2 separate regions of the Mus musculus genome follow, and region 2 is linked to region 1. The links are chromatin contacts, called in public Hi-C maps. All regions are on one chromosome and are shown on one strand. Each heading gives the region's core, a stretch centred on a gene start, on an enhancer-like site or on the middle of the called end of the contact. The rest is flanking DNA. Distances are from core to core; before and after follow the strand shown. Region 1 overlaps Clec12b (C-type lectin domain family 12, member B). Region 2 holds the start of Tmem52b (transmembrane protein 52B).

Evidence for each region. Hi-C and Micro-C count contacts between places; a contact is called where the count stands out from the background.
Region 2: a contact with region 1 is called in a Hi-C map of Sertoli cells, with 3 times the contacts expected there. The contact joins the promoter of Tmem52b here to the enhancer-like site in region 1. A contact is called at or near these places in 19 of 39 promoter capture datasets (the 3T3-L1 cell line, 3T3-L1-derived adipocytes, the C10 cell line and 13 more), 1 of 15 datasets of contacts at CTCF or cohesin (CD8 T cells), 31 of 484 Hi-C or Micro-C datasets (the 3T3-L1 cell line, the AML12 cell line, B cells and 21 more), 3 of 115 datasets of contacts at active chromatin or transcription factors (PVALB interneurons, hepatocytes and pancreatic cancer cells) and 5 of 9 other capture datasets (adipose tissue, embryonic stem cells, liver and 2 more).

Annotation. Positions count from the first base shown.
Region 1 is chr6:129,370,548-129,375,964 of GRCm38.p6, forward strand. It overlaps Clec12b (C-type lectin domain family 12, member B), which reads right to left. Exons shown (of 6, transcript NM_027709.2): 6 at 4,966-5,417. Among named protein-coding and RNA genes, the nearest start is that of Clec12b, 12 kb to the right of the region's middle. Within about 2 kb of position 3,349, at least 10 of the 459 cell types and tissues checked have an H3K27ac peak or open chromatin away from gene starts, as enhancers often do. A contact at or near this core is called in Sertoli cells, where this site is marked.
Region 2 is chr6:129,510,472-129,515,888 of GRCm38.p6, forward strand. Tmem52b (transmembrane protein 52B) reads left to right here and starts at 2,086. Exons shown (of 5, transcript NM_001081186.1): 1 at 2,086-2,633; 2 at 3,743-3,786. The coding sequence starts at 2,568.

The sequences.
Region 1 (5,417 bases), core at 2,099-4,598:
TACATGTATATATAAACATATATATGCATATGAACATATAGATACTTTTTGCTGTTGACTCAAAGGCTGCGGGGCTGCACACATCTGTGGGGGACAGTGTGACATTTCTGTTTAATGACCTGACAAACAGTTGTCACATTCATCACTTCATATCTATCACTGATTTATGTTAAGAACATCCAAAATCTCTACTAGATTTTTGTTTTGTTTTGTTTTGTTTTCGGTTTTTCAAGACAGGCTTTCTCTGTGTAGACCCGGCTCTCCTGGAACTCACTTTGTAGACCAGGCTGGCCTCAAACTCAGAAATCCACCTGCCTCTGCCTCCCGAGTGCTGGGATTAAAGGAGTGCACCACCACACCCGGCTCTACTAGATGTTTTAATTATAGAATTCGTTGCCAACCATAGTTATGTCATGTGCTATTGAGTATTAGCAGTTATGTTTTCCACTAAACTGCACTAAGTACCTAAGTTCATCTCTATTCTTCTACTGCCATCCCAGGCTCTGGAAATCAGTTCTCTTCTCTCTACTTATATCAGATGATGTTTTAGCTTTCACATGTAAATGAGAACACATGGCACTTGTGACATCTATACCTGATTAATTTAACATAACAAATTTCATTTAACATGATACTCTGGTTTCATTCATGTTAACATAATACTCATGTTTCACTCATTACAAATGTCAAAATTCCATTCATTTTTATGGTTGAATAATATTTCATTCTGTGTATATATTTTCTCATTTATTCATTTATTAGTTGTAAGATAGGGCTTCACTATGTTGCTAAGAATTGCTTTAGATTTTCTATATAGCCCAGGCTAGGCTGGTCTCAAACTCTTAGTGACCCTCCTATCCCAGTCTTCTCTTTTTTAAACATGATATTTTCATTAATTTTTTGTCTAACACTATTTGAACATATTCACCCCTGCCACAACTCTTCTCATAGCCCACTTCTTCACTCTCTTTTCCCTTCCCACACAGCTTTGAATTCTCTTCATTCCTCACCCTCATATCACATTTTCTTCATCTATTTACATCTGAGATGATTATTATAATCAAATTATTGGCTTTATTTTGTTATTGAGTTGTTTGAGTTCTTTGTATACTCTTGGTCATACAGATGAGTGGTTTGTGGGTTTCCCCATCCTAAAGGCTTTCTCTTCATTCAGTGGGCCGTTTCCCCTGACAATCAGTCTTAAAACTCAACAGCATTCCACCTGTCCATTTAGCCCTTCTTAGCTGTGCTTTTGGAAATAGATTCAAAGATCCTTTGCCATAGACAGTGTCCTGAGCCATTTCTGCTATGTTTTATTTCATTAATTTTAGTTCCTTAGTCTTGTATTTGTTTGCTTAATTCACTTGTAGTTAGTTTGACCTAAGGAAGAGAGAGAGAGAGAGAGAGAGAGAGAGAGAGAGAGAGAGAGAGAGAGAGAGAGAGAGAGTTCAGCTTTACCATCTGCAGATAGAGACCTGGTTTTCCTATCATTCCGTAAAAGAGAACAAAATCTCTTACTGGAACTAAACTGTCCATATACTTGCACATTTCCTCCAGGTTCTCCATCCTGGGTGATTGCTTTATGTGACTGTTTTATGTGTCATGCTCTTTTTATTATAGTGGCAGATTTCCCGAAGTTACCATTATTTCTGTCTCTCTTATAACCTTCCATGATCTTGCTTGGATGTACAATTATTTTTAGGAAAACTCAGTGTATGAGAACTAACTGGTAAAGGTGAGAGATGCCAAGAAACTGAAAAAGTATATCTGGGCTTGCACAGAGCAGAACAACACATCAGGGCACAAGGATAGAAGCATGCTTTTGGCAGCAGCAGCGTGGAGGATCCCCACATCCAAGGAGAGAAGAAGGGATTGATATGTTAAGCTACAGAAAGATGGGTCTGGGCCAAGTAGCTTGTGCCTGGGCTTCCTGTTAAAAAGGTCAGCAATCTGCTGTTGCCAGGGAACAACAGTCTGTGCATCAATGGTCATCAAAAAATAGTTGGCTGTTTTAATGACTATTGTTATTTTATAGTGCTTATCAAACAGGCCTGGGTATCCTGGTTGCTCCTTTAACACAATAATTATTTTTTTTAAAAAAATACCAATATAACTTACTATTATTTATATATTCTTTTAGACAACAGTATTATTTATTATTGGCTTCATGGTATTTTTTTTATATCTATTACTTGACTTCAATAATTCAAGTTAACTACTCAGCCAAATTTCATGTCATTCTTTCTGTCTTTGCCTTAAAGTCTTAATAAGCATAAACTTTATTTGCTCTATTTTTCATAACAGCATAAAAATAATTAGGGAAAACAAAAACTATCACAAAGAAAAGAGCTCCAAGGGAATGCACAAGAATCAAAGACACACTCAAGTGTGCACACACTCAGGAGTTCCATAAAAAGACTGAACTGAAAACTGTAATGTGTCCGCAGAGGACCCGGTGCGGACTCACGTAGCTCAAGTCCCATGTTGGCCGCTTCGGTCTCTGTGAGTTCATACGAGCTTTGTTCAGCTGATTTAGAGGGCTGTGTTCTGGTGTCCTTCACCCTATCTGGCTCCCACACTCCTTCTGCCTCCTCTTGCTCAGGGTTCCCTGAACAAGAAGTATTTTTGCTACTACTGCAGAGAGAGCTATCTACTCTGACACTGGCATCAGCATTTTTGTCTGTGTTGAGATCAGGATGAGGCTGTTCCCCATAAACTCAAGCATTTGAACATTTGTCCCCGAGGTAGTGACATTCCTTGGGGGAAGTTTATGAGGTGTCACCTTGCTGGAGAAAGTATGTCAGTGGGGGGTTGGCTTTGCAAGCACAGAGCCTCACTGTAGTCCAGTTCATTCTGCCTTGTGGTACTTTCAGATAAAGATACAATCTCTCAGCTTTCTGCACTGGCACTATGCCTTCTGTTGCTGTCCACATCACTCTGGAGCCACAAGCCCAAGCAGACCCTTCCTTCTACAAGTTACCTTGATCATGGAGTTTTAATCCTAGCGACAGAAAAGTAATGTGTACTACCAGCCTGCTCAGGAAATTTGTACTGAGGTCATTTATTCAGGGTGAGATCCTATAAAACATTACAAAGCTTATCACATTTAAAATTTTCCAGTTCTACCTCCCCAAGGACCATATCTGATCCTGTAGATCTGAGATATAGTCCCCAAAGATCTATCCATCACTCATTCACCTATCTATCATACATCTGTCTTTCTATCATCTGTCAGGGGCAGAGAAAAGAGAAATTCCTGGGAGGGATTCCCACCTCAGAGGCCAGCTATCAGAATGCTGTAAAGGATAATGGTGCACTCTGATACACAAAGGGCAGCCAGTCTCCAGGAATAGATACATCTGAATCTCCTCTGCAGAGGCTAGTGAGGATAGTGTGGTGACAGCAAGATGCAGGGAGGAAGGGACAGATGATCTGACCTTATCAGAATCCAGAGCCTCTGGGAAACTAAACAAAGTTTCTTTTCAAACAGGCATAAAAGTCAGAGTGACCATGAGCTAGGCAGGAGAAGATACAAGATGCCAGGCAAAAACTATAATAACTCCTTTATGGGAGCAAAATAACCAGCAAAGACAATCAGGGTCTACAAAGCAGATTCTTTGGTTAGAGATAGAGGGAAAGCAGGAGCAATCAGCTTTTCCAAGGGAAGAAAGAGATACCGAAAGCTGTGGGAGATAAGTGCAGACTTTTGACGTTTAATGAGTAGTTCCACTCTGTGAGAGAACCTACAGATGAGAAATGGAGGAGTAGAGCTGCAGTTTAGATCCACGTGTGGGCGGTAGATGCTGTGCACTGACACTGTGTTGAAAGTAATGAAAGTATTTTAATGTGTACTTAACATTTCAGTGTTAAGTCTTATTAAATATTAACTCTGAACCTTACTCTCTACTTCTAGAATTTTCTTGGATATCTATATCTATCTATCTATCTATCTATCTATCTATCTATCTATCTATCTATCTATCTATCCCTGTATATAATATATATAAAAATACTTTTAAATTTAAAATATATTATATATGTACATATAATATATATTGTATATAATATATAGTAATACATAAAATATATGTGTATATAATATATAATACAACCAATTATAAGAAATAATATGTATGTATATATATATTATACTATTATATAATGTATATATTATAATGATGTCGTAATTTTAACATTTTAAAGACAATAAGATATTGGGTAGTATTGTGAAGTTGTTTCAAAGAACTGTTACAATGTTCAGAATGCAGTCCATTTTCCAGAGAAATTTGGGCTACTGTTCAAAATTGGTACCACAAGTTAATTTAACATCCTTTTTAGATGATACCTATACAGTTAGTTCATAACTAAATAATGAGGAATTAAATACATTTCATTCATGAATTTCCTGAAATCAGTATTTTGTATCAGAAAGATTTCTGAAGCCTAGAGTCACAGCATTTAGCTCCTATCAGGATCTGTTTCAGGAAACAGAGACTATTCCAGTAAAGCTTAAAAAAATTGTTCTGAGAGCATGTCTTCAAATAATATTTTAGTATTTCTCAGAAGAAAATAAAATATGTAGTAACAGAGAGCTGACTCAGCATTTCTGAACACTTGCAGAGCAAACATTTGGACAGGAGTTCAGATATCAACTCTGCTGTAAAAGCCAGGTGTGGTCAGGCACCTGCCTGTAACTCCACACCCAGTGAGCAGAAACAGGAAGATGACTGGCGATTGCTGGCTTCCGGTCTAACAGAAGAAAAAAAATTCACAAGATCCTCTTTCAGGGAGAGAATCTGTACTCAAAGAGATGCAGTGGGGAGTGTTGGAGGACAGCATTCAGTGCTCTCCTCTAGCCTCTTCATGTATGCACAGGTACAGGTATCTACACATGTGCACATACACACAGATAAATACATGATGTTGCTATGTATGTATACACAAAATAAAGTTATATAACATTAATAGTAATAGAATAAAAATCTTTATTATTCTGATAATACCCAGATTGCCAAATCAATAACCTGGATGTTATTAGTTTAAATAAATGATAAAATATGAAGACCAGTGTTCATTCTATTGTATGTAGGCTATAAGTTATAAGAGTTTATAGTACATAGTTTCATAGGTAGACAGAGAAAATTTACTCTGTACATGGAGGCTGATACCTAGGGGTTTAGACAGATGATCTCTAAAACACTAAAATATTTTCAATTCAACAACACAGCACTGTTGTTTTACCTTGGGCTCCCTCAGACCTGTACATGATTGAGCAGGTTTTATAGCAGGGGTCTCCTAGAACTTGCTCCCAAACTGTGGCCTGTGTTGGTCTCGTGGTAAATATTTAAATATCACCCAGTATCCATGTAGACATGTAAGAATAAAGCAAGAAACAATGTTTATTGACAGACAGACTG
Region 2 (5,417 bases), core at 836-3,335, 140 kb after region 1:
TTCCCTCTATCATCATTTCCTACTTAAAAGCTGTGACGGGAGCCATCACAGGACACTGACACATTAGAATCAACAAAGGAAGTTCTTTCCTGCTTATGGGATAAGAAAGAAATGGTACGGGTAATTCTGAAAAAGAAAACAACAAGGGAGTCATTAACCAAAGCCTGTGGTGTTCAGGCCTGCTGGGAAGCTCCAGGGCAAGAAAGACGATTGCAATCATGTGGCCAGAAACTGCCAGGGGGGAAAGCCAAAGTAATTGGAAAACCTGTTCATGCAGGTGAAGGCTGGTGCGGGTGGGAAAAGAAATGGCCTGGTTAGCATGGGAACTGTTCAAGGAAAAAAAGACTATTAGAAAGATATATTGCCATCTAGAAAGGACTGGTAGAAAGACAGAAGAGTCATAGTGGACATTAATGATCCTGTATATTGGAAGGAACCATCACATGTAAGATAGAGATAAATTAAAAGTATCTTAACTAATATCAAATGCTTGCTATCAGGACTGTAATATACATCATAAAGATTCCTTTATTTTGTTATTTATTTGTATAAGTACTTTGCTTTTGTGTATATATGCTCACTACCCACATGCCTGATTCCCATGGAGGACAGAAGTTGGCCTGAGATTCCTCTGGGACTGGAGCTACAATTCATGAGTCACTATGTGGATATTGAGAACCAGAGTGCTTTCCATATCAAATTGAACTGAGCTGACAGAGACATAAAATGCCTTGTCCAAGATCCCATAACAAACAGGGGGTCAAGCAAGTGACTGGATCAAGACCCTGAGCTATGGTCTTAACCCATGCTGGTTTACTGTCTTTCCCACAAGAAAAGAAAACAGGGTGTGTGTGTGGGGGGGGTATTCATGAAGTTTTTCTATTATGTGGTGTTTGAATAAAAATATTCCACACAAGATGCCTCCTTGACCCCGATTTCCTTTCGCTGAAGCAACAGCTGATGCTAGTTCAGGAGTTATTTATTATGCTCTCTGAAGAAGGAGGTGCAGTAAGGTCCAGGCCTAGTGAAAGGCTGTAACTTAAGTCCTGCTCTCCACTCCTCCAGAATGCCTTCTGTCTCACAGAGTTTTCTATTGAAGTTTGGAAAGTACATTTCACTCAAGAGCCTATGTTATAAAAAGAAATGGACAACTTGGAGAGAGCAACATTGTACCAGAGAGTTCTCTCACTGTTTGCTCTCCTTAGCTGAGAACAGGAAATTGTTTGCATTCATAATTCTCACATCATATCATCACGGTCTGATCACATGGTGTGTGGGGCCTTGAGTGTGATGGAACCCACTCCACAAACTCCCTCATCAGGACCCACCCTGCAGCCTCTCCTCATCAATTAGAAAGCAGCTGAAATCTAATTTTGTTCAGTCTTGTGAAACAGACATGTCACTGTGAACCAACACTGAGTGTTCTTACTTAGTACTTTGGGATCTGGGTAAAAGATTCCTCCTTAAATATCAGTCGTTTATATGGCATTCACTGGCTCTGGACAATATTTTCCTGTATAGCCATTTTATATCCTTTCCGTGTGGTGTGCTTATTTTAAAATATGACTTGTAAGTCTTATTTTATTGTTGATAATATGTGGGTTTAGATGGAGGTCTTGCTGTTCCCTAGGGTAGTCTTACTTTCCTGAACTAGACCCATATGATCCTCGTGTCTCAGCCTCCTCAGTAGATGGAACCGTGATTGTATGCTCTGAGCCTGGTTCTCTAGTGACAACATCACAACACTGCTTTAAGAGGAGCAGAGGGAGAGAGAGAGAGAGAGAGAGAGAGAGAGAGAGAGAGAGAGAGAGAGAGAGAGAGAGAGAGTGTGTTAACTTGGAAAATGGTTTTTAAAACTATGCCTGTGTTTCTGAAACTGAAGCAGGAGGCTGAGACCATTGTTAGCACCTGGCACTTCTAGTTTTGAAACCCACTACCTACTCTAAAGTAGGGATAACTTTCTAGCTCCTTTAAAATCTCTTAGTCCTGCTGAATGGCTGCAATAAATGACCCAGAACCTGCAGGGTTGATTATCAACACGGTAAGGGGAGAGTTTTAAGGAGTAAGAAGGCAGATGCCAATCACATGGAGAGAGGGTGGAGAGAGATTGGCAGTGACTTTCAGACTTCAGCGGTCATCCAGGAGCCGAGAGTGTGTAACTAGTTTCCTGATGAACACAAGAACACATCTGGTCACTCACAATCTGCCTTTGACCTATTACAGGTCCAAGTCTCTCATTATAGACTGAGGAAAAAAAAATCTAACTCAGAGGACAAATGTGCTCTTCTTGAATGCAGACGAAGAAAAATTAAATACACAGAAAAGTTTGATTGAAGAAAGGAAGTGGAGAGGAAGCCAATGTGGAGACCCCGTGAAGAGAACTCAGGAGGAGGAAACTAAAAGGGAAAAGGAAACCGTAAAATATAAAGCCAGCGGGAACAAGGAGAGGAGATTGATCTATTGCCGAGAAAAAATTCTCTTTAGGAATCCTTCACCACCAAGTTCCACGTGGCACGGAGCATGGGAAGGATACAGCAGATGCAGCCGGCGTGACCTTTCTGGACCAGATGTTCAGCCTAATGACAGCCTGGGCCCAGGTGCTGATGGCCTCTGGCCTGTTTTATTTCATCCAGGTGTGTTCAATTGTGAAACAGCAGGAAGAAACTTTCCTTTGCGTATTGCTTTAGCTATGCTGTCTCTAGGAGGAAATGGATGGAGCAAAAACTGATATAGAACCCAAAAGGGAGTGAGAAAAGAGTACTATGGTGTTTGTTTAATAATAGGGGGTTTCAGAGATGTGTGTATGTGTATGTGTGTGTGTGTGTGTGTGTGTGTGTGTGTGTGTGTGTGTGTGTGTGTGTGTGTAGATGTATGTATGTGTGACTGATGCTCATGGAAAGAGGGAGAAAAATTAGAACAATCAGAGATAGTATATGTTATACTCAGCTTGAACAGGGGTGCAGGGATTACCCAGTGAGTTCCCAGTACCAAAGGTCTCTTTAATAATATTTTAAACAATTTATTTTACTCCTCTGTGAAAGAAAAGCCTGTGAGTCACCATTTAGTTGAAAAAAGGGTCAGTATAGTGAGAGATTCTGGACAAATGCCAAGGCCAAGTTTACATAGCTAGGAAGTCTAGCTGAGCAAGACACTGCAGAAACTAGACTGCATCTCATTCCTGTGCTGGTAGCAGCTGTCTGCTTTGCTTCCCACGCAAGTTAACCAATATATAAAAGTACATTTTCTTATATGTTCTCTTGGTTTCTGCATTTCCTTTTCTTCTTTATTCTTCTTTCTTTGTAACATCTCCCCCATTGCTCTTCTTGTGTAGTGAGATACTGATGTGGTGAAGGCTGAAAATGAATAGCACTGGGGCTAGATTTCAATTTTCAGCAGTGCAGGGATAAGGAAGACAACCACAATGTCCCAGGGGATGAGTCAGGAGACTTCTAGGGTGACAAACTGACACAGAGGGCTATTCATAATTCCCTAAGGAAGGATGCTCAGCCATGGCCCGAGCCACATAGAAGATCCCTGCTCTTTCAGGAACTTCTGCCTCACAAGATGTAGTCACCAGTCAAAGGAATGACCAATGTCTCAGGCCAGTACAGACCAATCCTATGATCCTGTCCTCATCTTTACAAATAGGTCTGACAGGGTTCAGCCATGATGGGTAGTTGATAGGCTGCTGAGAACTGCAGGTGTGACCATTTCCATGTCTGAGATTATTTCCTTCCCACAGCTTCCTGGGGCCAGGAGTGAGGAGAACTGTGTCAACACTGAACAGTAAGTATCTGAGAGTTCAAGCTAGGAGTAGAGACAGACAAAGTGACAACACCCAAACATAGGCTAAAATGTCAGCAGATAGTGCCGACTTCCCTTTTAACTTAAATGGACACCACCTACCATCATAGACATGTGTGTCATTCCAACTGCTCAGAATCACCCTACTGAGAGTGCTTTTTTTTTTTTTTTTTTTTTTCAAATCAGTCTTCTCGTCAACACAGCACAATTAATTTAAATACATATAGTCAGGGAGACCTGCAAAAGGCTTCCTTAGCTGTGGTTTCCAGTGACTCATTAGGGCAGACTGGGTTCAGCAGCCAGTCATTGGCTTATCTATTTGGATGATTTCCACAGCAGCATGCCCACTTCAAATCCAAAAGCAATTTTTGGTTTCAAGTAAGGACAGACAATAACAATCCTGTTCACAGGAAAGGAAAACACACATTCTGCCATAGAATCATTTCCCTGAAACCAGCTCTATCAGATGTGAGGGGAATTAAGTAAGTAGGCTCGTCTTGATTACTTGGCATGAGTATATCTGATACTGGCTAGATGACATCGTGAATTCAGATGTCTGTTGCCATTTGGAGTCTAAGGTAGAAGTGAAAGCATGTGAACCAATGACAAAATGTGAGAAGTAAAATGATACATTGTTTCAGGAAAAAAAAAAACTTCATTTTCTCTAGAAGAGTGACCAAATATGGAATGCAGAAATGATACATTGTTTCAGGGAAAATACAAACAAACTGCATTTTCTGTGGAACAGTGACCAAGGATGAAATGCAGAAATGGGTCTCAATATATATTTAATGGAGAACATTTATTTTATTATTTTAGTGAAAAACTGGTCCATCTTTAAAGAAACACGCATTCCTCTGCCTATCCCCGACTTGCGGTTTTAGTGTCTTCCACACAGTCTTCCTTGTGAAGCCAGCCAGCCTCTCCCTTTTCTCCCTTCCTGTTTGGTCTCAGCAGATGTACCCATCAGTTTTGAGTTTAGCTGTGAAAGTGTAGGCCCTTTTTAGGGGGAGGATGTTGCAAGAACTTGTGAAATATAAATTACAAATATGACTCCTTTCATGCCTTCAACTGAAACTTTCCTGATGTGTACAGTTACTGACCTCACATGCATTTGAGTTCAAGGCTCTTGTCTGTTTTCAAAGCCACTCTTTATACCCTTCTATGCTTAATCCTTGAGAATCTCTATCTCAGCAGCTCATAAATAGCCATGGGGACATCTTCTTTTCCTTTTCTATCTTATCAACTTGAAAATAGTTAAGTTTCATCACGTAGTTTTTTCAAACAAAAGTCGTTGTAGCTGTTTCTCTTCTTCTCCTCTCCATTCTCAGACCCCCTTCCCTTAATTTTTCTCATGGCCATTCTTCTTAATGAAATTTTTAGTGACTATAATAATGCTTTGCACAGCAATGCCACCTGCATTATAAAACTCGATTCAGCCTGTTACATTGGACTTTTTCAAAAGTAATTCTTAGCAGAACATAGTAGTACACGCCTTTAATCCCAGCACTAGGGAGGCAGAGGCAGGTAGAACTCTGTGAGTTCAAGACCAGTCTGGTGTAAATAGTAAAGTTCCAGGCCAGCAAGGTTACAACATGAGACCTTTCTCAATA